Linked DNA regions of Mus musculus: regions 1, 2, 3, 4 and 6 are each linked to region 5. A link is a contact called in public HiCAR-type, HiChIP or PLAC-seq, Micro-C and promoter capture Hi-C data. All regions are on one chromosome and are shown on one strand. Each heading gives the region's core, a stretch centred on a gene start, on an enhancer-like site or on the middle of the called end of the contact. The rest is flanking DNA. Distances are from core to core; before and after follow the strand shown. Region 1 overlaps Pard3b (par-3 family cell polarity regulator beta). Region 2 holds the start of Ino80d (INO80 complex subunit D). Region 3 overlaps Pard3b (par-3 family cell polarity regulator beta). Region 4 overlaps Pard3b (par-3 family cell polarity regulator beta). Region 5 holds the start of Nrp2 (neuropilin 2). Region 6 overlaps Pard3b (par-3 family cell polarity regulator beta).

Region 1 (3,607 bases), core at 19-2,518, 320 kb after region 5:
GATGTTCACTGTGTCCCTAAAGTGAAGGGATGCTTTCACTGAGGACACGGGGACACAAAAGAATCTGGACATGCCTTGCATTCCCCCATTTACTGCCCTCAATTCAAATGCTTTGTCCCAACCATTCTTTCCTATGACCACCTGCCTTTGATCAAACAGCATAAAATGCATATGGCTCCTTACAATGAGTCTGCATTTCTAAAGTTGCTGAGTCATATAAAACTTATGTTAAATAAATGTATCATTTCAGTGAGTAAGTGGAGGGCAGGACTAAGTCATTCCACTAACCTGCCATTCTCCCAGGTGTCATGCTTACTTCTCTGTTTCTTCACTTCTGAATGCCCATCATAGGTCCTTTAATCTGAGTTTGTCTCTCTCCTTCACCCCATTATCAATGAGGTCTTTTTGGGCTCACTAAGCTCAAATAAGCTTTGAACCTTTTTATGGTCTCTATGTCCTCTTTTGTGTGTCACACAAAACAAAGCCAGGGCTGGCAAGATGGCTCCTGGCAAACTTGACCATCTGAGTTTGACGCCCAGGATCCATAGGACCCCTCAGGATAACTCCACTGGCCTCTTCATGCACATCATGGTACATGAGCAACCCTCTCCATAGCCACACAAAATAAATAAATAAAATGTAATACAAAAGTAAGCAAAATGAAAACCAGCTAACATTTCCTACCCCCAATGTTTGGATTTCTTAGTATCTCATGTTTAAAATATATAAGGCCCAGCAGTACCCCCACTCAAAGATCAAACACATATCTGCTAGAAGTTTTTGTTTCTTAAATGTTATTTCCCTAACCCCCAACCACTCTGCTGCCACCACAAAGAACACAGCCTCCTTGCTGTGGGCTCAGCTTCGTTCCCCCACTGAAAAGAGCGAGTTCAGAGTTGGCAATTCCAATTTCCGTTTTCTTCCATGTACATGGTATATTAAAACATCCTGTATTATATGGGGCCAGAGCAGGTGTGAGGAGTGGGGTCAGGCCTGGGGATAAGGAGAGAAAGGGGAGATATTGGGGGTAGTAGGGAAGGCAGGAGCAGAAGGACAGAAAAGAAAACACACGGTCAGGAGACAGACACAAGCATGCTGTTCGCCACAGCTGCGAGCCAGGCCAGGGTGGCTAGCCCATGCTTTTATAAGGAATGTGTCAGTTGCTTTGTAGTTACTACTTAATTTTACAGATGGTCAGAGAAAGTGCTTATATTGCTTGCTTAAAGTTACCACCGAGGGCTGATTAATACAAGATGTTTTGACACAGGGCCTATGTGTAAGGCAGGAGAAACAATTGAAAGAGTCCAAGTGGCCCTGGCGGATCCAGAGTTATATGTTTGAAGGTAAAGATAGCAAGCCATGTCTGAAGGCAAATTGGTTAAGATAAATCATGTCAGAAGCATGAAAGTAAAGGATCGAAACAGCTCACAAACTTCACTCTCCGGCTGGCTTTTTGAGAGTCACACCGTCTTTATCCCTTCATGCTTGGCCTGCACGTTAGTGGCTATCAGCAGAAAGCCGGGGAAGGTGCTAGAGATAAGAGCAAGCACGAAGCTGATTCATTGAGGGCAATTAGAAGATATTCCACATTCCACGGGCAGGCTTTCCTGTGGGGGACGGGCGCTTGGTCATTTGGCACAGCTTTCATAAGAAATTGAGGCAATGCAGAAAACGGACTGCCCTTACTCATAATGAGGGTATTTATTATAAATACACTTGAGACACGTGGGGATTAGCAGTGAGAAAAAGCTGAGAGAAATGAATTTGGGGGAGTTTCCCTCCTAATGAAAAACCAGATAAAAGAAAAGAGATTTAGTCATCTTGTGTTGGCAAATTGGTAAAAGCTTTTGAGGGCAAAGTAATAATATAGATATTGCCTGGGTAACAGACAAGAGATTCCAGAAAAGATTGGGGAAAGCAATTTTCTATCAAATGAAGCCTGATGTTTTCTTCTTTCTTTCTTTCTTTCTTTCTTTCTTTCTTTCTTTCTTTCTTTCTTTCTTTCTTTCTTTTTCCCACCAACTTGTATTATAAAACAAAAATGCATAGCAATAAGAGGAAAAAGTTAGTGCCAGGATGGAATAAGGTTCAAAGAACATGGTGACTCAAGCAAAATGATGTATTTCAGGTAAAATTTTTTAGATTGAAAAATAGTTTTGATATTGCATGCAGAAATTTTAGTAGTAAAACCTTGCTATAATCAAAAGTAATCACAAAAATAAAATACTAACAATCAGATCAGAGTCTCAGAAATCCTCCAGTAATACAGCTGTATATTTTGCCCCCTCTCATATTGTTCCTATTTGGGGTCTTGCAGTCTCCAGCGTTTTGGTAATTTGTCTAAGTTTCCCACCAGCTTTATCACACCTGAAGAGATTTAACTTCAGACCCAAGGTGGTTTTAAGATAAAGAAGTGAGGTCTTTATTTCATTTCAACTCCGGAATGTTTCACATTGGTCTGGCTAGTCTTGGAGAGGTTTTAAAGACATTCAGTTCTTCAAGGATGCATTCTTCTGGTAAAGACAGCCAGGTTTTTCTTCTTTTCATGTCTGACCTGCTCAGTAGTTCTTGGAACTTGTGAGGCTCAAAGCTGGAACAGTAATTTGTTTTATGCGCCCACACCTTCTTAATGCCTACAAGATTGCCTCAGACAGTTGGTAAAATTTATCTGAACATACTAATAAATATGTGGTTTCGATCCCTCCTGCTTAGTCTTCTTTTATCCATATCAAAAACATTTCCCGTGATCCTGTGCTTGGGGAGGGTAGTGCTGAGGGGGAGGGGGAGGGGTAGTGCTGGGGGTGAGTGAGCAGTGAGCCAAGCAGTTATGGCCCCATTCCCAGATGGGACAAAGAGTAATTTTTAAATTGGGGATGATAAAAAACACAACAGGATTGTGACAAGGTTCAAAAGTATCACAGAGTGTTTCAAGAGAATGCAGCAGGGAGCTTTGTAGTCAATAGCTTCTTGGTCTCTACTTGAAGACCTCCAAGGATACTGTCAACTTGGAGCCTCAGGGAAATTCATTTTAAGACACACACATTTGCTTCTGAGTTCAGCTTCACATTTAGCAAGACGCATCTGCTTCTTAGTTGGAGTCCTCCCCGCAGACCCCCAAGCAGTGATCCTCTGAACCCAGTTGCCCCGGTTTGCTGCCTGCCTTCTCCAGCTCAGATGGCACCCATTTCTTCAGTTATTGCTCCTGTGACGTCCAGCGGAGCTGCCCTATAAAGTTCTGCGCAGTGGCTAGGATGTGTCTTCTTCAGGGTTAGTTAACAGCATGGCCGGGTTGGGTGACTGTCATCTCCCTTGGGACCCTTGCCATTGTGAGCTCAGTCACTCTTTTTTGGCAGCCATGCCCGACCATCGAGTAAAATTAACTTTGCATCGAGCCAAACTAACACCTCTCGATTTTAAATTGCATGTGAACCATTTGGGGGAACTGTCTAAAGCCAGTCAGCAAATGTTAATTAAGTGAATCTGAGGTGCTTTCTACCTAGCTCCATAGAGCACATGTCCCAAGGCAAAGGACTAAAACTCAAAGACCCAACCACCTCAGATCCTACCTAAAACCTATAAATTAACTTTTTTTTGTGGACTTACACAA
Region 2 (3,456 bases), core at 362-2,861, 410 kb before region 5:
AGAGCACTGGCTGATCTTCCAGAGGACCCAGCTCAAGTGCCACATGGCAGCTCACAACTGTCTGTAAGTCCAGTTCTTGGGCATCTAAAACCCTCACACAGCCATACACGCAGGCAAAACACCAATGTACATAAAACAAAAAATCACTTAAAAAAAGTAAACCTATTACATCTTTGCAATGTACAAAGTCGCTCAACAGGCTGACACTACACCGGAAGTTCTGAACATTCCAACACTAGGGAAGAGAAGCCTACCCCTCAATTCTGTGTTCCAAGAAGCAGGCAGCAAAGTATGCAATGTACCAAAGGCCTAGACATTCATCAATCTATGCAAACTAAAAGAAAATAACAGAAATGGAATTCTAGATATAATTCTTAATAAATAATTTTACTTGAAGAAAATCCAAGGCATCTTTCAATCTGTTGCTAGGTTTATAGGAGTCATCTTTCTTCTTGGGCTGATAGATGAACTGGCTTGCTCAGCTGTCCTGAGAGTTTAAATACACACTACTTCTATTTGCACCGTGAAAAATAAACAGCTGTATTATGCCTTTCTGGGCAGTCAATAGGTTTTACTTACATTGCTCTGAGAGAAGACAAAAGCCATCTCTTTACAATTGACTCTCAGCAGCCTCAGTTCCTCAGATACCAAAACCACAAAATCTTACCTCTAATACATGAAACCATAAGTACGAATACATACAACATAAACGAGCATTAAATAAAGACAATACCGTGACCTCTAAGTCTCTCAAGTGCCAATTTACAGACTGGCCACCAGATACAGAACTTGGACCTGCCATAGAGAAAAATCATTATTAGCCTGAAAAAAAGAAAAAAAAATAGAAAAAAAAAAGTAAGCTGCCACTGTCACCCTTATGGAAAAAGTTAACATGGAAAACAATAATATCGTAAAACCTGTGTCTTGTAAAGATTTCTTTCCATCAGAAGGTGCAGAAACATTCCCCACCACGGAGCACACGACCTCCTTTCTGTTTCTTCCCTGCTTTTTCTCAAGTATGGGCTTTTTTCCAGCGATGAGAGGTAGAAATTTGGACTTTATCTGGCTGGAGCCGGTGCACTTCTCCCCTTGGCCCCTCTCTCCTCTGCCTCCAAGATGGTAGGAAAGTTGTCGTTTCGGAGGGCAGAGGAACTGCTCTGTGGTGTTATGTCCTCGCGGTGCCTGTAGTGGTGCTGTAGGAGGCTGCTGCCTCTTCTAGTGCAGGCGGGCAGCCCTGCCTTCTTGGCTGGAGAGTATATTCAGGGATTTCCCCTTAATGATCACCGACCCTGGGAGCACTTTTTAGTTTCCAAAATAAAAATATGATCCTCACCCCTCGTGTTAGACAGGGAAAGACTCTTGCCGAAGCCCAGGGAGGGAGCAGTAGCAGCCGAGCTCCCTAAGTCCACTGCCAGCGCCTCTCTGATCTGTCAGCCTAGGCGAGGGAGGGGGGGTTGAGGGGGAGGAAGGAGGAAAAAAAAATTAAAAAAAAAAAAAAAAAAAAAAGCAGCTGAAAGGTAAGCAGAGGCGGCCCCAGGCCCGGCCCACATCCCCGGGCTCCCGTAGGGCGGCGGGCTGGGCCGCGTAGGCAGGGCGGGCGGCGAGCGCGCTTACGTGAGGCCGGGGATTCGCCGGCCCACGCCAGGCCGCGGGCGGAGAATGAAAGGGTGAGTGGGGCCGGCGCTGGGGTGGCGGGGGATGGGGCACCGGGGGCCTCGGGGACGCCCGCGGGCAGCGTCGGCGGGGGTTCCGGCGGCGGCCTGAGCGCGGCGAGCGGCGCGGCCTGCGCGGGCCGGGCCCCAGGAGTGCTGCGGAAGGGGGGGCGCCCTAGGCCTCGGGCCCCGCGGCGGCCGCGCCCTGCCCCCGCGCCACAGGCCTCCCGCGCCCCTGGGGTCCCCCGGGGCCTCGGGGCGGGCGGGCGGGCTGCATCCTGCGCCGGCCCCAAGCTCTCCCGCGGGACGGAGGGCTGGGCGGCGGGGACCGGGGCGACGGGGCCTCGGAGTGGGGACCGTGCGGCAGCACCCCGTCCCCGGGCATCGCGCAGACGGGGCCCCCCGGATTCCGGTAACTGTTGGGTTTGTTTATCCCCCCCGCTCCACGGCGCTCTGGGCGGCCTGGCCGGGGCGGGGCGGGCGGCCTGGCGGGCGTGGGGTGGAGGGGCGGCGAGGAGTCAGGTGCAGCCGCGGCCCGGAAAGTTTCCTTTTAGGCCCGAATTGGAGGCCGCCTTCTCTCCGGGGAGCCCCGGTCCTAGCGCCCGGGACCCCCGAGGGCTTCGGGGGGCGAGCACTCGGCTGGCTCGAAACTCTTTGCCAGTTCCTGTCCGTTCAAGGTACTCCGCCCCTGCACCCCTCGCCCGCGCCGCGCCCCACCCCGCTCCCCGCGATCCCCGACGGGGCTGCCAACTCCAGCCCATTCCCCAAGAGCTCCAGGGCCCGGGGAGAAGCCGTCTCTTCCGGTTTGGAAAAGTTTTCAAGGGGTTTTTCTTAGCTTTATTAGTTAGTGACTGGGCTTTCGGGGGTGGGGAAGGGAGGAGGTAGATTCAGGTGCTGTTTCTATTGCAAAGTCAGGGTCCATCGGCCTCCCCTCCTCCCCCCTTTTTAAAAAACCCAGCACCCCACCAAGGAGCTGTGGGGGTGCTACTTGTGTCTTTATTACTACCCCCACCTTCTCTCCCGGACTCCTTTGGGTCCTCAGTCTCCCTCTCTGGACAGCTCCGGCAGGAAGGTAGTTAAGAAGAGAGCAGAGAGCAAACTGTCAGGGAGAGGGGCAGGACCAGGCAGGCTTCTGGAGCAGTCCCCTGCCCTCCGTGGTAGGACTTTACCCCTCTTAGTTGGTCACTTGTCCGGTTAGAACCGACTCAGACGCTGAAGCCATGGGGGAGACCTCGGCTGACAGACAGAGCATTCAAAACTGGGAGGAAGGACCTGGAGGGCTGGGCGCCTGGGGAAGTAAGGTCTACCTGCAGCGCAAGGAGCAATGCCCGATTTGTTCTGAGCCTATTTCGGTTTAGGTGATGTCCTTAGGTGTCACTCTAGAATAGAAACCACGGGGGTTTATGGAAGCGTAAAGTTCTCATTGCTCCAGTTTGGGGGTGGTGTTGTCTGTGGAGGAGCCCTGTGAACCGAACATTAGAGTTTGGCTTTGGCCTACCCTGTCAAAGAACTAGATTTTTTTTTTTTTTTTTTTTTTTGGTTCTGTTTTGGTGCCATCAGCTCTGGAACTTTTTTTCTCTTCTTTTTCTTTCGTGGAGTAAATTTAAGTTTCCAAATCAAGAGTTTCTTTCTTTCCAAGGATAGGCTGTTTATCGAGGCTACAACTGACCTCACCTGGGTATTGTTTTATGTTGAAATTGCAATGTGGCCCTGCCACCCCCAGCCCCAGTGTGGGCATGTGTGGAGACTTCATTTGACTTCTTTTATTAGTTCTTTTTTGAAATTTCCATATTTCTCTCAGAGC
Region 3 (3,440 bases), core at 20-2,519, 490 kb after region 5:
TTCTCCAGTCATGGTTTGTTTTATGTTAAATCCTCATGTTTGGGGCAGCAAGCACAGAAACTGTCGCTTAAACTGGAGCCTTTGCCAGGAATCTGATTCACAGGTTCTGAGTCAGCTCTCGCACCCACCCCTCAGTGCTCATGACTCTGAGTGACAAAGTCTACACTTTGCCTAATTAACTTTTCTTTGTCCCCGATACCTTTTCCTCCTTCTCAGGGAAAAGCCATTTGTGTGTGTGGTGTGTGTGTGTGTGTGTGTGTGTGTGTGTGTGTGTGGTTTTGTGCTCTACTTGAAGAAGATGAAAATGGATAGTGTTTACCTTTCCTTTTATCTTGTGGACTATAGGTGCCAAACGGATATAATATACTACTATCATTTCGCCTGGAGGTGCTCAGAGCTTCTTGACAGTTCTCAAAGCCTGGTCTGGAAAGTGCTCCACATTCTGAAAGCTCCTAAGAGACAGAAACAAAAGTTACATTTTGAAAATACGTTCTAATTTGAACAACCAAAGCTGAGTGCAAGACTGGTCCTTGTCTGAATCATCTTGAAAGACTGAGGCACATATGTATATCTTTAATAGTGCAGAGTCAAAATAACCCTATCAGATCAAACATCTCTCGCTACGGAACAGGACAGCATGGACACTGTAGTGTTAAGGATTATGAGTGCTGATAGCCAACACAAAGGAGGATTTCCTTGATTATTCCTTCCCCCACTTACAACTGCCTTCTTTCAAATTCTCTTCCATCTGGGAGTACAGCTTGTGGCAGTGTCAATATGAGAATACAGTTCATGCCAAGGGTGTTTCTCTGCCAACCAGCTGGTTCCTCGCTCCCTCTGCCATTCTCTCTCTCTCCCTAGCTAAGTGCATATGCTCTAGGACAAGTCAGAACCCAAGCAGTATTTGTCACCAGAATGTCGTGGTTGTTTCCCATGGTGGACCCCAGGCCTTTGGCCAGATGCTAAAGTAATGGCTGTGACAAGACCAGACAGTGGTTCTCCCTAGAGTCTTTTTTTCTTCTTCTATATTTCCCTTTCCTGTTTGCATTCTGACAGTCTGCAAACAAATTCACAGTTTTCTGCAAACTGCTGTATCCAGAATAACACCCCACACACCATCATCCCCAGGTGATGGAGAAGGAGCAGGGGGCAGCTGGTGACAGAAAGCTCAGTTATGTTTTCAAGGAGACTGTGGTGCAGTGAGCCTTCTTTTGCTCCTTGTTCCTATTATTTGTCTTCCTAACAGGTTTCAGGGAAATAAACGATTTGGAAGTCATTTCGTAGCTCTTCCCTTGGCCATTTGTGAGAGGCACATGTTGCAAACACAGACCTACTCCCCAAGCTCCTTCCTCCAGGAAAGCGCTTGGCTAAAACAATGCATTTGGTCTTATTTTTTCTTCTTTAGTTCCCGAAAAATTCAGTATCTAGCTAAACAAAACATTTGAAGCATTCACTTCTATTCTATATCCTAAATAATTAAAATGTTTTTGGCTGCGCAGGGCTATTAACTTCCTGTGCAGGCTTCTAGCAGTGCTTGCACACCTACCAAGTTACCCTCCTGCTGTACTGCTAGTCCAACCAAAGCAGGTACAGGAGACCAGCGGCTCCTATGGTAAACCTGGAGTCCCAGCAGGCAGGAGGGTTGGGACTTGCCTTGCATCGCCTCCTATTTTCACTTAACGATAACAACAAGAACAAAAACAATTTTTTTCTGCTTTCCTAGCTCTTTGATAAATGACACAATCAATGTCCCAACAACTGATCAGTAACCGGCCTAATTAAAGCATCCAGCCTGTAAAATAGAGCTGTCGTGGAGGCCTCCATTAGTGTCCCAGCCAATAAAAAATATAATGGATTTTTAAACATGTTCTGCCTCTGCGAAGATGAGCTGGCTGCAGCCGGGAGAAAAAAATGTTTTGGGAAAGGGAAAAACAAAACCAGGTCATAACCCATTTTTAAATACCAAGTCTCTAGGCACAAACAGAATCGCAATTCAAGCCGAAGCTCATCCTTTGAAAAACATGCTTCTGTTCAAAATGATTCTGATTCAATCACGGGCTCATTATGTATTCTTCCTGAGGTTCTCATCAAAACTGTTTACCTATCTTGTACAACTGGCTAATGTGGGGGAAAAAAACAACAACTTTATATTTTGACTTTTCTTAAGCAGTGCCTTCATTTCTTTTCAACATCAGTATAATGTTCCAGCAATTATGTTGGCATTCTTGCCAAATCTAACTAATTGATTCGCCCTGATGTCTGAGCAGTGCATAGACCTCCTCTGGGTTATGGATGCTTTTCTATGGACCAGAGGGCACTTGATGTTCTGTGGGGATAGATGGAAAAGCAGGTGCGCACAGCATACACTGTGCACAGCATATGCATGACACAGTGCAGAAGATTCGGGAGACAAGGTAGCTGATTTTCTTGAAATTTAATAAAAGATAAGCTGTACATTAGGCTTCTGTCTTTATAAGCAATAATACTCTTTACTCTTTATGGCTACCACAAAGATTCTCAATAGCTAAGAGACAAGTGCCTGCTCGCTCCCCATGGAGAGCACGCAAATCCTAGGGAAAGCAAATGGATCTTGTTTAAATGTCCTCATAAAAACTGCTTTTTGTAACAGTTCCTATTCCTGATCGATCCCCTGGTGAACAAGACACAGGTGAGGATGGGTAAGGAACTGAAACTGAGTACTTCCCTCTGATGGGATAATGTCAATCCCAGTCCACGCTAGCCTGTGGAACTAAGGATGAGAATGCTCACAGCAAAGTTCTCAGACTCCAGAAGCTGGGCTATCACACCCATGCACTGCCATTCACGTGTATTTTACAGAGATCGGGGATGAGGGAAGAGGAAAGGTACAAGCATCTCACAGTGTATTAAAAGCACACTCATTCTTTCCCTTTTTTGTTTGGTCCTTGTTGTCTGCATGAACATGGCACTCTGGCAGCCTTTTCCATCCTTTTCTCTAGGTTGAGGCATCTTTGTTAAAAGCAACTCCGATGTGCTCATATATAAGAAGGGATGACTGAGACCTCCCCTATGCTGCCTTCAATTTACTGTTCAATAAGTGGGTTCCTTGCATCCCAGGCGCTATAGGAAGCACCAAATGACACCAGATAGGACCTTCTCTCATGTTAGGAAGCAGTAGATGGGGTGTTCAACTATGTACATAAGTGAAGGCCATTAAATATTCATGAAGGCTCTGTCACTTAAGCAGACGCACATGTGGAAAACAAGCTCATTCATTATATATAGTCTCCAGTAATTGGCCAATTTACATTTATTTAACATCTACAAGGTTATGTACAAAGGAGCATAAAAGGTAGTTACTCTTTCCCAATAGATGATAATATAGCACAGGAAGCTACTCTGTCATTTCATAACTCAAGACCCCTCTGGCAGAGGAAGTAGGTCTTACATGCGGCTTTTAT
Region 4 (3,757 bases), core at 1,195-3,694, 380 kb after region 5:
GCAAGGACTTCAAAAACTCCCTATGATCACGTGAATTGGAGGTGTGGCTCTAGACTGTAGAGATGGAAGAGTAAACCCAGTGTGTGTCACGTGGTGAGACTGGAGTGCACAGACTTCCCTTACTTCTCCATGGGTACCTTTCACTTGCTTTGCAGTGAGGAGGGGCCAATGTCTGAAGAGTTCGTGCTCTATCAGCACTACTGGACAAGAGGGTTAGGAAATCTCTTATAAATTTACTATAAGGAAATGTGCCTGACAACAAAGGGTTTGATGCAGGAATGACCTGCAATGTAGACCTGGGAATGGAAGACTTGGAACCTTAGTGTTCTACCTTCTGTGGACTTCAGTTTTGATCTGTGTAGTGGGATAATGAAAGAATAATAAAATTGATGATATTGGTAAAAAAAATATTGGCTACTTGTGTTATGCTTATTCTATGTAATTTTACATATATCAACCCCCTCAAATTACATTAATACTATCATCATTTTATAGCTAATAAAACTGAGGCACAGTCTGGATAATAAGTCAGTAAGTAACTAAGATAATAGTAAAGCTAAGTCTGTAGATATTTTTAATGATGAGATGAAGTGTTATACATGGACATTATACAGAAATGTTATAAAATGGATTTTCTCAACTGTTGTATGTTGCTGTTAATGGGTTCATGGAGTTTTCTGTTGTAGGCATCAACTAGCACTGGATTTAACAAGAGAACACTTGCTACAGGGAAAGCAATGATCTATAGAAGAGTAAAAATGCAAAATCTAAACAAATAGATATATTAAGATATGGAGGGTACATGGGCAGGATGAAAAGGACTCTAAACAGAAGTAGCATTACAGACATTTCGGGGACAGAGTAGGACAGTATGAGAGTCAGCAAGATAGTACCTTGACCACTGAATCGTATTCTTGGTAGTGAGAAGAGAGATCTATGGTTGAGATGAGATGCAGAGATGAAGTTGGCGGAGAGGAAGGGAAAGAGACTAGAAGGGACTGTAGCTGCCAGATAAGCTTGCTTATGATGAATTCCATTGGCATTACAGATTAAAATCCATGACCCTGGCTCAAACACAGTGACAGGGACACACCTATCTCTTCTTGAGGACAATGAACCAGGCACAGGCTTTGTAAGAACACAATATTTCAGCTGGAATTCACCTAGTACTGAACATATACTACACAAAGACTCCAAACTGGTCTTTGTTTTAGCTCTACAGCAAAGACAATGACTAATCTTTACTTTGAATCTGGAAGGCTGTCCACTATCTCAAAAGCTTCTCAGAGAGGACATGGACATTTCCTCCTTTTTATAGATGTAGCTTTCCAACACAGGGACACCATCTCTACTTCAAACACTGCAAAGCTATGCTTTACTTTCTAATTATTGAAAGAAATTATAAACAAAACACACAAAGCTTTTCTAAAAAACATACATGTACATAGACACACACACAGAGGAACACTTGCTTCACTGCTGATATTCTTTTAAAAAGCAGCTATTTTTGTTATTTTAAAATCAACTTCTGAACAAACAATAGGCCATGTTTTTGTAGCCTCTGCCGTGTTCTGGATAAGAACTTTAGAAGGGGCTTGTGATGCATCATTAAATAGTTTCCTCCATCATCGAAGAGCTGAGTTATTGGCACTGGAAATAGCCATGGGGGGAAAAATAAATGTTTATGATGATTTAAAAGACCAATTATAAGCTTCTGCCTTATTCCTTACTCAGCATCCTGCACGGTGTGTAAAAATGATAATGAAAAAACATACTACATTGGAAATTTTAGCTGGGCCGAATGTCAGTTTTCAGTTACACTTAAAGAATAGAAAACATTAGGATACCATTAACGGTTGCAGAGTAATGGAGGCAGAACAGGATTGTTTTCTATTATTATTATTACTGCTATTAATGGGTCAGAGCCTTCCAAGGGAGTAAAACTGGGGACAATTCAGACACTTTCAATAGAGCATTAACTCTTTCAGGTCAAAAGGGGCCCATTTAGTGGACTGCTGCAGCCATTTAATAAATAGTCCCCTCGTGGCCCGAAAGAATTTATCTCCTGCCTGAAGAGTCTTGCTTACGAATTTGTATGGTCTCTATTCTATTCCCACAATATTCCAGTAAGAGAAAAGGTTAATTTGCAGATAATTATTTAGGGAGGGAGGGAATATTTTTTAAAGTCGAAAAACAAAAACAACCCGTCACAATGCATCAGTTGCTGAGTTCATATCTGGCACGGATAATGAGCTCAGTGAAGTAACAAAATTAGGCTGAGAAATTAGAGGTCTGCAATGGAACGATTTTCTTTCAAGGGAGGTGGCTGGTAAAATACCTTTTCCCCTTTTGTTCATTTTGTGCAGTTTGTATGTGACTAACTACAGCTAATCCTGTCTCTTTTCAAAAGTTAATGTCAGCTACTAGAATGCTCTGCTTTCTTGACTTAATTGCATAGCTTAACCTCTGACATAACCTTTGAATTCACACCATGACAGCCCAACCTTATAGAAAGTTTTTCTAGAAATCTGAGAAACTTCCCCAAGGTAAGGACTGCTTTAGCTCTCATGGGTGCGGAGGGAACACTCTGAGAAGATCAGCGCGTGGAAGCAGCTGCTGAGGGTAGGGAGGGCAGGGGGCCTGCTGGGAATGCTGGGAAGAGGGAATTAGCCTCCTATCTGGTTAAGTTTGAAGTTGGAGGCCCCACAGTCTGATGTACGCGACACTGCTGATCTGTCCACTTAAAAATACAACAGTAGAATTTATGTTATGTATAACTCACTACAGTTAAAATGTAGATTTTCAAGTCAGATGAGTGCTTATTTTAAAAGACACAGTATAGAATAGCTATCAGACAGCAATTTGGATTAAAAAAAAAAGTCCAAGTCTATTTTTATTCAGGTCAGGCTGTGGGATAGAGAAGAGTGCAAACCCTTTATTGCTGATTAGTTAGTTCGCAAGAACTAAATTAATAAGAATTCCTGGATTGACACAAGTCTCTGGCCATAGTGATGTAAGTGCTCTGGGCTCTTACTTACTGAGGGCTCTGGGTTTTGTATGGAGAGAAGAAAGTGATTTTAGCAATGCAGGACCTATACCTAAGTGAATTCAGGAAACTTTTTAAAAGTGTTCGATTATATTAATTGAACAAAGTAAGAGACTTTACTATAAGAGTTTTATATATGCCTATATTATATTTTAATGATAGGCATCATCTCTTCTCTTACTCTCTGACACCCTTTATTCTTTATTTATTGGACCAGCAAGGGCTCATAGAAGCTGATTTGGATGTTTTGGGCAACATACCCCAGATTGGTATCACTGGACCACATGCTTGTTGTAGTTTTAATATTTTAAGAAATCTTTATCCATAGTGCTTTCTCTCATGATTTGATTAATTTACATCTCACCAGTCAGGGACAAACATTCCTTCCCCCGAGCTCCACACCCTCACAAACAATGCTGTAGTTTATTTCATGATGACAGTTATTTCGACTGATCTAACAATTCTTTGTCACAGAAAAATGGTAAAATTCTGATGTTGTTTTAACCTGCACTGTATCCCAATCATGAAGGAAGACTCTTGCTTAGAATTAAGAAACATGAGTTGGGCGATTTGGGAAAATAGTTTAACAGCAAAAACAACACAAAACAAAACAAATCCAAATGTTTTGTTTTGTTTATCCAAGTCACTGGGATACCTTTAAATTTATCATTGGGAATGAAAGTGGGGAGATCTAGAAGGTGAGGTAAAAAG
Region 5 (3,871 bases), core at 201-2,700:
CAAAGCTAGACTCTTGCTTTTTTTTTTTTTTCCCAAGCCCTTCAGCTAACATTGCTCAATGTAGCTAAGTGGAGGGAATGCAAATGATTTATATTTCACTGGCTAGGTTGAGGAAACTCAAGGGAGATGTGTTCTGCTTCAAGACAGGGAGGAAAAAAAAATCCCCAAAACTGTAATGCAAAGGCTTTGTAGTATTTTTAAACCTTTGATTCAGTCCATATGTGACATCTGAACACCGCCAAATTCTGTTACAAAACACACACACACACACACACACACACACACACACACACACACTCCCTTTGCAAGAGAGAAAAGTTGGGTTTAGCAGCCCTGGTGGTGTAAAGAAGGCCGCTGAGATCTCCCTTTAAATGATTGAGTATTGAGGGAGCCTCCTCATGAGCGCTTCTCAGTGGCTTCTCTCCATTAGCTGTCGCCTTTAAAGGGGAAACCGTGTAAAAATGAATAGAAAAACTTTGAAGGGCTTACCTTGCTGGCTTCTCACTTCGTGTCCTGAAAAGTACAGAGCTAAGAAAACCCAGGTAAGAGGAAACATATCCATTTTTGACAGAGAGGCTCTCTCCGGGGCTAGGTTTGTGGGATCTCCTATAATTATGTCTTTGTGTTTTTCCTCTCTAATTTTCTTCCTGGTGGTGTCTTCTGCAAAGGTCTCTAACGATCAACGTTTTCCTCCTGGGTCCTGGCAGTCAGTCTGTCTTCACCTTTATTCTTGCTGGAATATCTCCACCTCACTAGGAGATAGCTCTTGAAATCAGCAAAGAGGGAGCAAGCTAAGGAAGCGGAGACCGGTTTCCTCTTCAAACCCAAACGCGTGTATGTTCTCTCCAGTTCCTCAAAGTGTCATTTCCTTTATCCTACAACATCACGAGGGTTTCCCGAAAGCTGAACGCAAAATAATAGTAATAATAATAAAAATCAAAGCCAAGAATTGCCCTGGGCATCACACGGCCCCTAGGCAGCTGTGTGATCTCAGAAGCGCTAACTGACACAGGTCCCCCGGCACCCGGGACACACACGCGGGCAGAGGCACCGACCGCTGGACAGGCGGAGTGGTAAGCAGTCAGACGTCCGGCTCTTGTCCTTTCTGGGTTCCCCTAAGCTGGAGCCTCCCCCGGCGGTTACACCCGCTTGGCCAGTCTCTGGAGGGGAGTGCGAGGCAGGAAGCTGCTGCGGCCGGTGCTGCTGGTGTTGCTGCGGGTGCGGCGGCTGGGATCGCCCGCGAGTGTGCGAGCGGCTCTCCGAGTTCGCTGGCGCCCGCCCTCACCTCCACCTCGCCCAGCGCCCGGCCGAGTGTCTGTGCTTCAGAGGATGTGCCGGGGGCGGGCTGCAGGCTGGTGCCTTGCTCGCCTCCTCTGCCTCCCCTCCGGCTCCCCCCTCGCCTTTTCAGGCCGAGCAGCATGTGGATGTCAGAGCCGCGGCAGAGCGATCCGATTACGCGCCCGCTCAGGGCCCGCCCCTTCTGTGTTCCTGATTAAAGAGGCAGCCGCGGAGACGCGCGGCGCAGAGCCGAGGACCGCGGCACCCAGCTCGGGCGGGGCGGCGGTGGCTCGCAGCCCCGCGGCCGCGCGATCAAAGTTAAGGTGCCACGCAACCCTGCCGCCCCTCTCCCAGTCCGCACCTCCCTCCCGCCCCACGCACCTTCGTGCGGGGCTGCGGGTGTGTCACACCCGGAGCAAGGAGCGCCCTCCCTTCAGGGCGCGCTGCCTCTGCCGGAGGGAAACTCCGCGGAGCCCGGGAAATTCTTGTTTCCCCTAAATTCCGAGACTCAGATGCTACACACTCAGAATCCAACACAATGCCACCTGCAATGGCGTTACAGAAGGAGTTGGGTGGCGGACCGCGTTTGGCGTAGGGAGCCAGTCCGCGGCTCAGCTCTGTGTTCCCAGAGGCAGCAAAGCGTGGCGGCGACACACACAGTCAGCCTTTAGCCTTCTCTGAACCAAACCTCAAATACTTCTTGGGCTTACTTCTCAGATCCTTTGTTGTGTCCCAAACAGGATCCTCTGCGGTCTGGGTTAGGATTTACTTCAACATGTGCCCTTAACTTGTAACTATCTGTAAACGAGGGACGATTTTATTGAATAAAGAATTTCTCCGGGCAATTAAATTCCCCACCCCCACCCCTGGCCACCCAATACACCTTCAAGCTTCCAACATAGTATAGGTACAGGGAGGCCTCTTGGACTGCTACTGTAACTACTTCTGTTCATGTTTCCCCAAGGTATTGTGGTCACAATGTTGACAGAAAGAAAATAGCATTGTGTTACCTATTTTTAAGTGGAGACATGAAAACTGTTTCAAGGCGCTATAAGCTAACAGTTGGAGAAAACACTTGCATCTTTGTTTCTGAGGGTGGCTGGGTGATCCCCAACTGTCATATTCACCAGGCACCCTTGCTTTACCATGATCAAGATCCAACAGAGCACACCTGGCAACCTTTTCAGTCCCCTTCCTAGCAGTCTGAAGATTAGGAAACATAAAGTTTGGGTGAGAAGGGACATGAACATCTGACTATACCATTTTTCCCCCTTAGCGTGGACTTATGGGTTCTTCTGGGTGGTTTCTCTCCTTATCTGGACTTGCCATTAGCGTTGTTTATCACAGCCAGTGTTTGAAAAAAAAAATCTGTAACTCTCACTTAACTGTTATTTACATGGAGATAAACACAAACAAAATTGAATCAGAAGTGATTTGCAACTAGTTAAATGAGGGATTTTCCAGTGGAAGTCCAGAGCCTGAATACCACATGGTTAATCTTAACTGCCTGGCTGCAAAGGGCTGGAGTTAGAGGCCCTCTGAGTTCTTCCAGAGAGCAACACATACACACACACACACACACACACACACACACACGTGCACACGCATGCACCACTCAAATACTCATAGGGGCTAATTTTGATTTCCTTTATCCTTTCTTTCCCTTCCCTGGGTTCTTCGATGAAGGAAGAGGGGAAGCCTGGAGTTTGGACCTTAAGTTCAAATCCTGGCTTGTGTTGTTGGCAAAACACTAATCCAAGAACAAACAACGCTATCTGTACTAACAGTGCCTGCAAGGAAAGAGTTACTTAGTGTCACAACCCCACTGCTCTCCAGGCATAGAAAACCATTCCTACTTAGACTAGAGATGCACACAGCAGCTTTCTGAGAACATGACAAAGGGCAGAGAGATGACTGGGGAGAGAGAAAGAAACCCAAAGCCCATTGGGAAGCCATAGGATGACAACCCCGAACTGCTGGGCTTGGGACCTCAGACTTGAGGGTTCCCATCTAGCTGCTTCCAAGGTTCTCCTTCGTTCTGGGAAAAGTCAGTAAGATTCAGCGTTCTGTCCCTGGATCCTGCTTCTGCCCATATGGATCTTCGTTTTCTCAGAGGTGTTCTAAAGGGGGCGCTAACTTGCTTCCTGGAAGCCTCTGTGCCTCTGCATGCAAGACTTGACTGCAGTCCACTGGAGTGAAGGCTTCCTGTTCTGCAGATGGCCAGAGGGAGGGAGAACCCCTGGGGAGTCAAACTGGTCAGAGCTTTTCCAATCCTCTAGGGGGCAGCACTCAATAAATAATGCCCATGCCACCAAAGGCCTCTACATCCGTGCTGGGAAGCTCCTGCCTTTTCAAAGGACTTCAGCAGACCAGGGGAAATTCAAAATCAGGCTACTGAATCTTCCAGCCTGCTCTGAACAATAGCGGAACTGGCCCCCAAACAGCTCGTAGTGAAGTGAGGACTCCTGAAATTACCTCTCATTCAGCTGGGATGCTCACATCACCATCCTTAATTATGAATTAATAATAATAATAATAATAATAATAATAATAATAATAATAATAGGTGGTCCTTAGGTGGGGAGGAGTGGGT
Region 6 (3,719 bases), core at 166-2,665, 260 kb after region 5:
ATTTTCCCCAAGCAAAATACTTGTTATTGACATTTCATATTATGGTAAGAAATTGGGGGGCAATATGAATACATTCCTAAATGTCGTTTATTCTTTACCATAAAAATATAACATTGGATGCTTAGATATAAATTCTAGTCTTCAAATGGCTTTCTAACAGTTATACTCCCCAAAGTTTTCACAGAAAATGTTCTATTGCTAAACACAATCTATACTAAAACACAACTCTCCATTGACATAACATTTAGTGAGTTACTAGTTTTCTGATAATAGCAAATATATTTTATTTTATATGTGTATATTAAAACCAGTGTTCTGTATCAACTGAAACTTTTCCCATTTTAAAAGTTAGATCATGATTCTAAACATTTCTGAGAATCGCTCTGAATAGTTTAGAGCCTTCCTTAGAATAGATTCCAACAGTGCTACAATTGCATATACTAATGTGCTATGCTACTTTAGGGTATATTCATACAGAAGTATTCTTTTAAAACAAGGCTCAAGAGGTATGCTTTATAGATGCTTCCCTAAATGACTGTTGGAAAGCGTGCCAGTCCAGTGATTCATTCTATGTATTAATCCAGCTCAGCTGACAAGTGGTTGCTAATACAGCACTTCTAACATTGATTCAAACTCCATAAAAGGATTTTGGCTCATAAAAAATGCTGGCGTGGCAAGTAGATGTAGGTGTGCCCATCACTTGTCTATAAGAATACTGTAATGTGCCAAGTTTTGTTGGTGACCATCAGCATTTCTAGGAAGATATGTGTTGCAGTGATCAGATGAAAGTACATGTATTAACTCAACCATAGCACCCCTGGTCTTACACTTTGCCCCTGTAAATGGGGGGTAATCCTGAGAAACTGCCATTGAATAAAGGCTGATCGTGAGTTGTGCCCACATCTCCATCATCTGTGTGTTGCCTCCGTTTTCACTCTTTACCTCTACCGTAGTCCAACTGTAATCAATGCCATACAACACAGCCTCTTCCCAGTGACTGCAGATGCTTAGTACTATGAAACCAAGCAACCTGATCACTTCCTCCTGTCAGCGTAAAAGGAGAACTTGACTTTGTCCTGAGAAATGCTATCTGGTATGCTTTTCATAACTTCCACAGAGTGGGATGATCTAATAAGAATCCACAAGTAATTAACCAAGTCTTTTCTAGCCAACCAAAGTCCCATTCAAATACATTAAAAAAAAAAGTCAGAATTCTAAGGGAGTCATAAATTGGGGTATTTTGAAAAACTGGGATCTAATCCAGTCCATGATCTGATCAGGGTTCAGTGGTAATAATAAATTGGGACTATTAAAACTGGGAATCATTCCAACATTTTATTTTGCCCAAACCACGGGACCCAGCAAATTCTACTGCAAAAGACAGGGGTATTCATTGACAAGTCAAACCATGCTGAATTAATCATTTGTATGTAACCATGCCAAAACATGGGTGTTTTCAACAGATTAAATTGTGCCAAAGATTAAGCTCAGCAAATAATTAATTATCAAGAGTCACTTGGCAAATTAAAGAAATCAACCTTCTGCTTTCTTTAATAAAACATCTACTCCTTTTTAGAGTAAAATAGTGGCAAAACCCTGTCAATTCATTTGTTGCTCTATGTGGGATTCAGAGTTCAGTCAGTATGTGAGTTACAGCTAAAATATTAATTTATGATGTACTACCTTCTCAGTTTATAATGTGCATCTACCTTCTTTTTACAAAAAAAAAAAGAACAAATGTTGGAAAAACTGTACACTTATTCTGGTTCTCATTTCAATTTCCAGTAACATAAAAGTCCTCCATAATTAAATCAAATACGAAGAGGTTGGGAATAGATTTTCACCCACTTGAATTCTCAAACTAGAAAATGGTTTCTGAATGTTTTTCTATCTCTAAGATGCATTTTGTTTATGTGGGAGAATTTGCAGCTGCATAATTAAATCTTGGTTTGCCAAATATCAAAAACACATGTATTGATTCAAACTAAGGGAAGACAAGCAGCCAGCCGATAAGGTGAGGGAGAAGCCTCTGCATTTCTTGGAAGGCATTCTGAAAGCAAAGAAAACCAAGAATCTTGAATCCAGACACCGAGACCGATTAATTTTCCTCAATCTTAGCTTCACCCTCACTGGCATTCTGTCTAGGTCTGTGGCTGAGAACGAGCCCCATATGTTTCCAGGCTTCTCGGTGCTGAAGCTGGACACACTGTGGTCCCAGTGTCTTCAGTTATCCACTCAGGTTTTAATACGATCCAAACATGTGATGTTTCATTAATGTGACAAATGGTCTCCCTGCAAAGCAAACCTTGACATGGTATCCATGGGATGGGAGGTCTTGGAATAACTAAATTTCATGTTATTAATTTTTTTTGTTGTTCTAGTTTCAGTAAGAAGTCACACTTAGTGAATTTTCATTTCTGGGTCAATAATATGGGACTTTAATGGAAATCAGTCTTTGGTGTCAATGGAGATATGTTAGTCAATATAACAATCCTAAGTAAAAAAGGAATGACATGTCTAGGGGTGTATTTTTCTCTAACCTTTCTTTACCTGTCTTGAGAAGGTACTAAGGAGACAAGTATTTAACTACATTACAGGCCTAAGATTTAAAAAAAAATCATACTTTAGAAAAGATTACAAGCTTAGTTCTTAGAATTAAACAACTAAAATTAATGACATGTTAAAACAATCTTGCTGTCAGCTCATGATACTAATTTACATAATCTGAATGTGTGGGAAATGCTAATTTAATTTAGCCAGGACAAATAATCTTTGCATATTATATTGAGTTCATCATCTAGCAGTGAATAAAGACCTTTGAAACTAATGTTTTATTATGGCCCATGTCACTGAAGCATGAACAAAAATGATGAGTTTATTTAATGCAGGGTTTCATTGCCATGGACCGTTTGACTTGGGTCAAAAGGGGACACATCATAAACTCAGGAAATCGAATAGGGGATGAGAAAATCCCACTACACAATCGTGAGTGAGAAACTTGGCCTTGCATACTCCAAGAAGAGTGTTATATACACTACATGAGTCAGTACTTTGGCAAGACCAGGAGAGCTTGCTCTAGAAGTTCAGTGTGAATTCTTCTGTACTTGGATATTTCTCAGAGTCTAACATCTGGAAGATACCCTAGAGATCATATAAAGAAAATGTAGCATTAATGATGCTTGCAATTATTTTAGTCAGTATATGTCTTGGTGTATTTCATTTGCAAGAACTGATATTTTATTTATTTGATTATGTGTGCATATAATTAAGACATGGAAGGAATACATCAGTGATTGAGGTTAATAAAATTCTAATATTTACTTGATGAACTAATCTTTTCTAAATCTAGTCATTGGCTTCTTATTACACATTTCAAGTGTCAACAAACTCACTGTTTCATAGTGCATTCTAATGTTTAGGGTGCTTCATTTTATTAAGCTGAAGAATGCCTCTCTTAAGATAATGCTCTACTAGTATCTTGAAGTAGATAAATAACAGGTTGACAAATAGATGAAGTAGAATAGTATGCAAATGGTGTTATAAACAAACATATCCTCTCATATCTGAAGCTAGCTAAAGTCCAAGCTCTGCCTCTCCAGGTCCTCCAGTGCTTTTCAGAAATGCAGACTGCAGTGTAGAGGGTCCCATTCTCTACGTGAGGAAAGGTTTCGGGCTATACCAGGTGTGATGTGAGCCGTGTAAAATAGGAATTATTGTTT

The links. Promoter capture Hi-C pulls out the DNA fragments that hold promoters and counts their contacts. Hi-C and Micro-C count contacts between places; a contact is called where the count stands out from the background. HiCAR-type assays count read pairs that join an accessible place to other places. HiChIP or PLAC-seq counts read pairs in DNA pulled down with a chosen protein or histone mark.
Region 1: an H3K4me3 HiChIP or PLAC-seq map of embryonic limb bud shows a contact between it and region 5, with 8 times the contacts expected there. The contact joins the enhancer-like site here to the promoter of Nrp2 in region 5. A contact is called at or near these places in 13 of 39 promoter capture datasets (the 3T3-L1 cell line, embryonic stem cells, frontonasal cranial neural crest and 6 more), 4 of 15 datasets of contacts at CTCF or cohesin (the NIH/3T3 cell line, embryonic stem cells and stem cell-derived epiblast-like cells), 32 of 484 Hi-C or Micro-C datasets (the HL-1 cell line, the N1E-115 cell line, bone marrow-derived dendritic cells and 11 more), 28 of 115 datasets of contacts at active chromatin or transcription factors (SST interneurons, astrocytes, bone marrow-derived dendritic cells and 14 more) and 4 of 9 other capture datasets (adipose tissue, embryonic stem cells, liver and 1 more).
Region 2: a contact with region 5 is called in a Micro-C map of embryonic stem cells, with 2.5 times the contacts expected there. The contact joins the promoter of Ino80d here to the promoter of Nrp2 in region 5. A contact is called at or near these places in 4 of 484 Hi-C or Micro-C datasets (the HL-1 cell line, embryonic stem cells and uterus), 3 of 115 datasets of contacts at active chromatin or transcription factors (embryonic stem cells, microglia and pancreatic cancer cells) and 1 of 9 other capture datasets (adipose tissue).
Region 3: a contact with region 5 is called in a promoter capture Hi-C map of hippocampal neurons, with 7 times the contacts expected there. The contact joins the enhancer-like site here to the promoter of Nrp2 in region 5. A contact is called at or near these places in 4 of 39 promoter capture datasets (the 3T3-L1 cell line, embryonic stem cells, hippocampal neurons and 1 more), 2 of 15 datasets of contacts at CTCF or cohesin (the NIH/3T3 cell line and pro-B cells), 8 of 484 Hi-C or Micro-C datasets (bone marrow-derived macrophages, cerebral cortex, cortical neurons and 2 more), 17 of 115 datasets of contacts at active chromatin or transcription factors (the NIH/3T3 cell line, bone marrow-derived dendritic cells, bone marrow-derived macrophages and 13 more) and 2 of 9 other capture datasets (embryonic stem cells and pancreatic islet).
Region 4: a contact with region 5 is called in a promoter capture Hi-C map of second pharyngeal arch cranial neural crest, with 6 times the contacts expected there. The contact joins the enhancer-like site here to the promoter of Nrp2 in region 5. A contact is called at or near these places in 11 of 39 promoter capture datasets (the 3T3-L1 cell line, cranial neural crest, embryonic stem cells and 6 more), 1 of 15 datasets of contacts at CTCF or cohesin (pro-B cells), 5 of 484 Hi-C or Micro-C datasets (the C2C12 cell line, embryonic stem cells, nephron progenitors and 1 more), 12 of 115 datasets of contacts at active chromatin or transcription factors (astrocytes, bone marrow-derived dendritic cells, bone marrow-derived macrophages and 7 more) and 3 of 9 other capture datasets (adipose tissue, embryonic stem cells and liver).
Region 6: a HiCAR-type map of kidney shows a contact between it and region 5, with 3 times the contacts expected there. The contact joins the enhancer-like site here to the promoter of Nrp2 in region 5. A contact is called at or near these places in 6 of 39 promoter capture datasets (the 3T3-L1 cell line, HPC-7-derived erythroid cells, hippocampal neurons and 3 more), 2 of 15 datasets of contacts at CTCF or cohesin (the NIH/3T3 cell line and pro-B cells), 7 of 484 Hi-C or Micro-C datasets (the AML12 cell line, DN2 thymocytes, adipose-derived mesenchymal stem cells and 4 more), 20 of 115 datasets of contacts at active chromatin or transcription factors (bone marrow-derived dendritic cells, bone marrow-derived macrophages, cardiomyocytes and 13 more) and 4 of 9 other capture datasets (adipose tissue, embryonic stem cells, liver and 1 more).

Annotation. Positions count from the first base shown.
Region 1 is chr1:62,380,867-62,384,473 of GRCm38.p6, reverse strand. The region is part of intron 18 of Pard3b (par-3 family cell polarity regulator beta); the gene reads right to left. Among named protein-coding and RNA genes, the nearest start is that of Gm34881, 140 kb to the left of the region's middle. Within about 2 kb of position 1,268, at least 15 of the 459 cell types and tissues checked have an H3K27ac peak or open chromatin away from gene starts, as enhancers often do. A contact at or near this core is called in embryonic limb bud, where this site is marked.
Region 2 is chr1:63,112,422-63,115,877 of GRCm38.p6, reverse strand. It overlaps Ino80d (INO80 complex subunit D), which reads left to right and starts at 1,611. Exons shown (of 12, transcript NM_001114609.1): 1 at 1,611-1,667. It overlaps Ino80dos (INO80 complex subunit D, opposite strand), which reads right to left and starts at 1,407. Exons shown (of 4, transcript NR_045915.1): 1 at 1,334-1,407.
Region 3 is chr1:62,213,435-62,216,874 of GRCm38.p6, reverse strand. It overlaps Pard3b (par-3 family cell polarity regulator beta), which reads right to left. Exons shown (of 23, transcript NM_001081050.2): 13 at 320-452. Among named protein-coding and RNA genes, the nearest start is that of Pard3bos2, 79 kb to the right of the region's middle. Within about 2 kb of position 1,269, at least 17 of the 459 cell types and tissues checked have an H3K27ac peak or open chromatin away from gene starts, as enhancers often do. A contact at or near this core is called in hippocampal neurons, where this site is marked.
Region 4 is chr1:62,324,243-62,327,999 of GRCm38.p6, reverse strand. The region is part of intron 16 of Pard3b (par-3 family cell polarity regulator beta); the gene reads right to left. Among named protein-coding and RNA genes, the nearest start is that of Pard3bos2, 190 kb to the right of the region's middle. Within about 2 kb of position 2,444, at least 4 of the 459 cell types and tissues checked have an H3K27ac peak or open chromatin away from gene starts, as enhancers often do. A contact at or near this core is called in second pharyngeal arch cranial neural crest, where this site is marked.
Region 5 is chr1:62,700,896-62,704,766 of GRCm38.p6, reverse strand. It overlaps Nrp2 (neuropilin 2), which reads right to left and starts at 1,450. Exons shown (of 17, transcript NM_001077404.1): 1 at 490-1,450. The coding sequence starts at 562.
Region 6 is chr1:62,444,682-62,448,400 of GRCm38.p6, reverse strand. The region is part of intron 19 of Pard3b (par-3 family cell polarity regulator beta); the gene reads right to left. Among named protein-coding and RNA genes, the nearest start is that of Gm34881, 80 kb to the left of the region's middle. Within about 2 kb of position 1,415, at least 5 of the 459 cell types and tissues checked have an H3K27ac peak or open chromatin away from gene starts, as enhancers often do. A contact at or near this core is called in kidney, where this site is marked.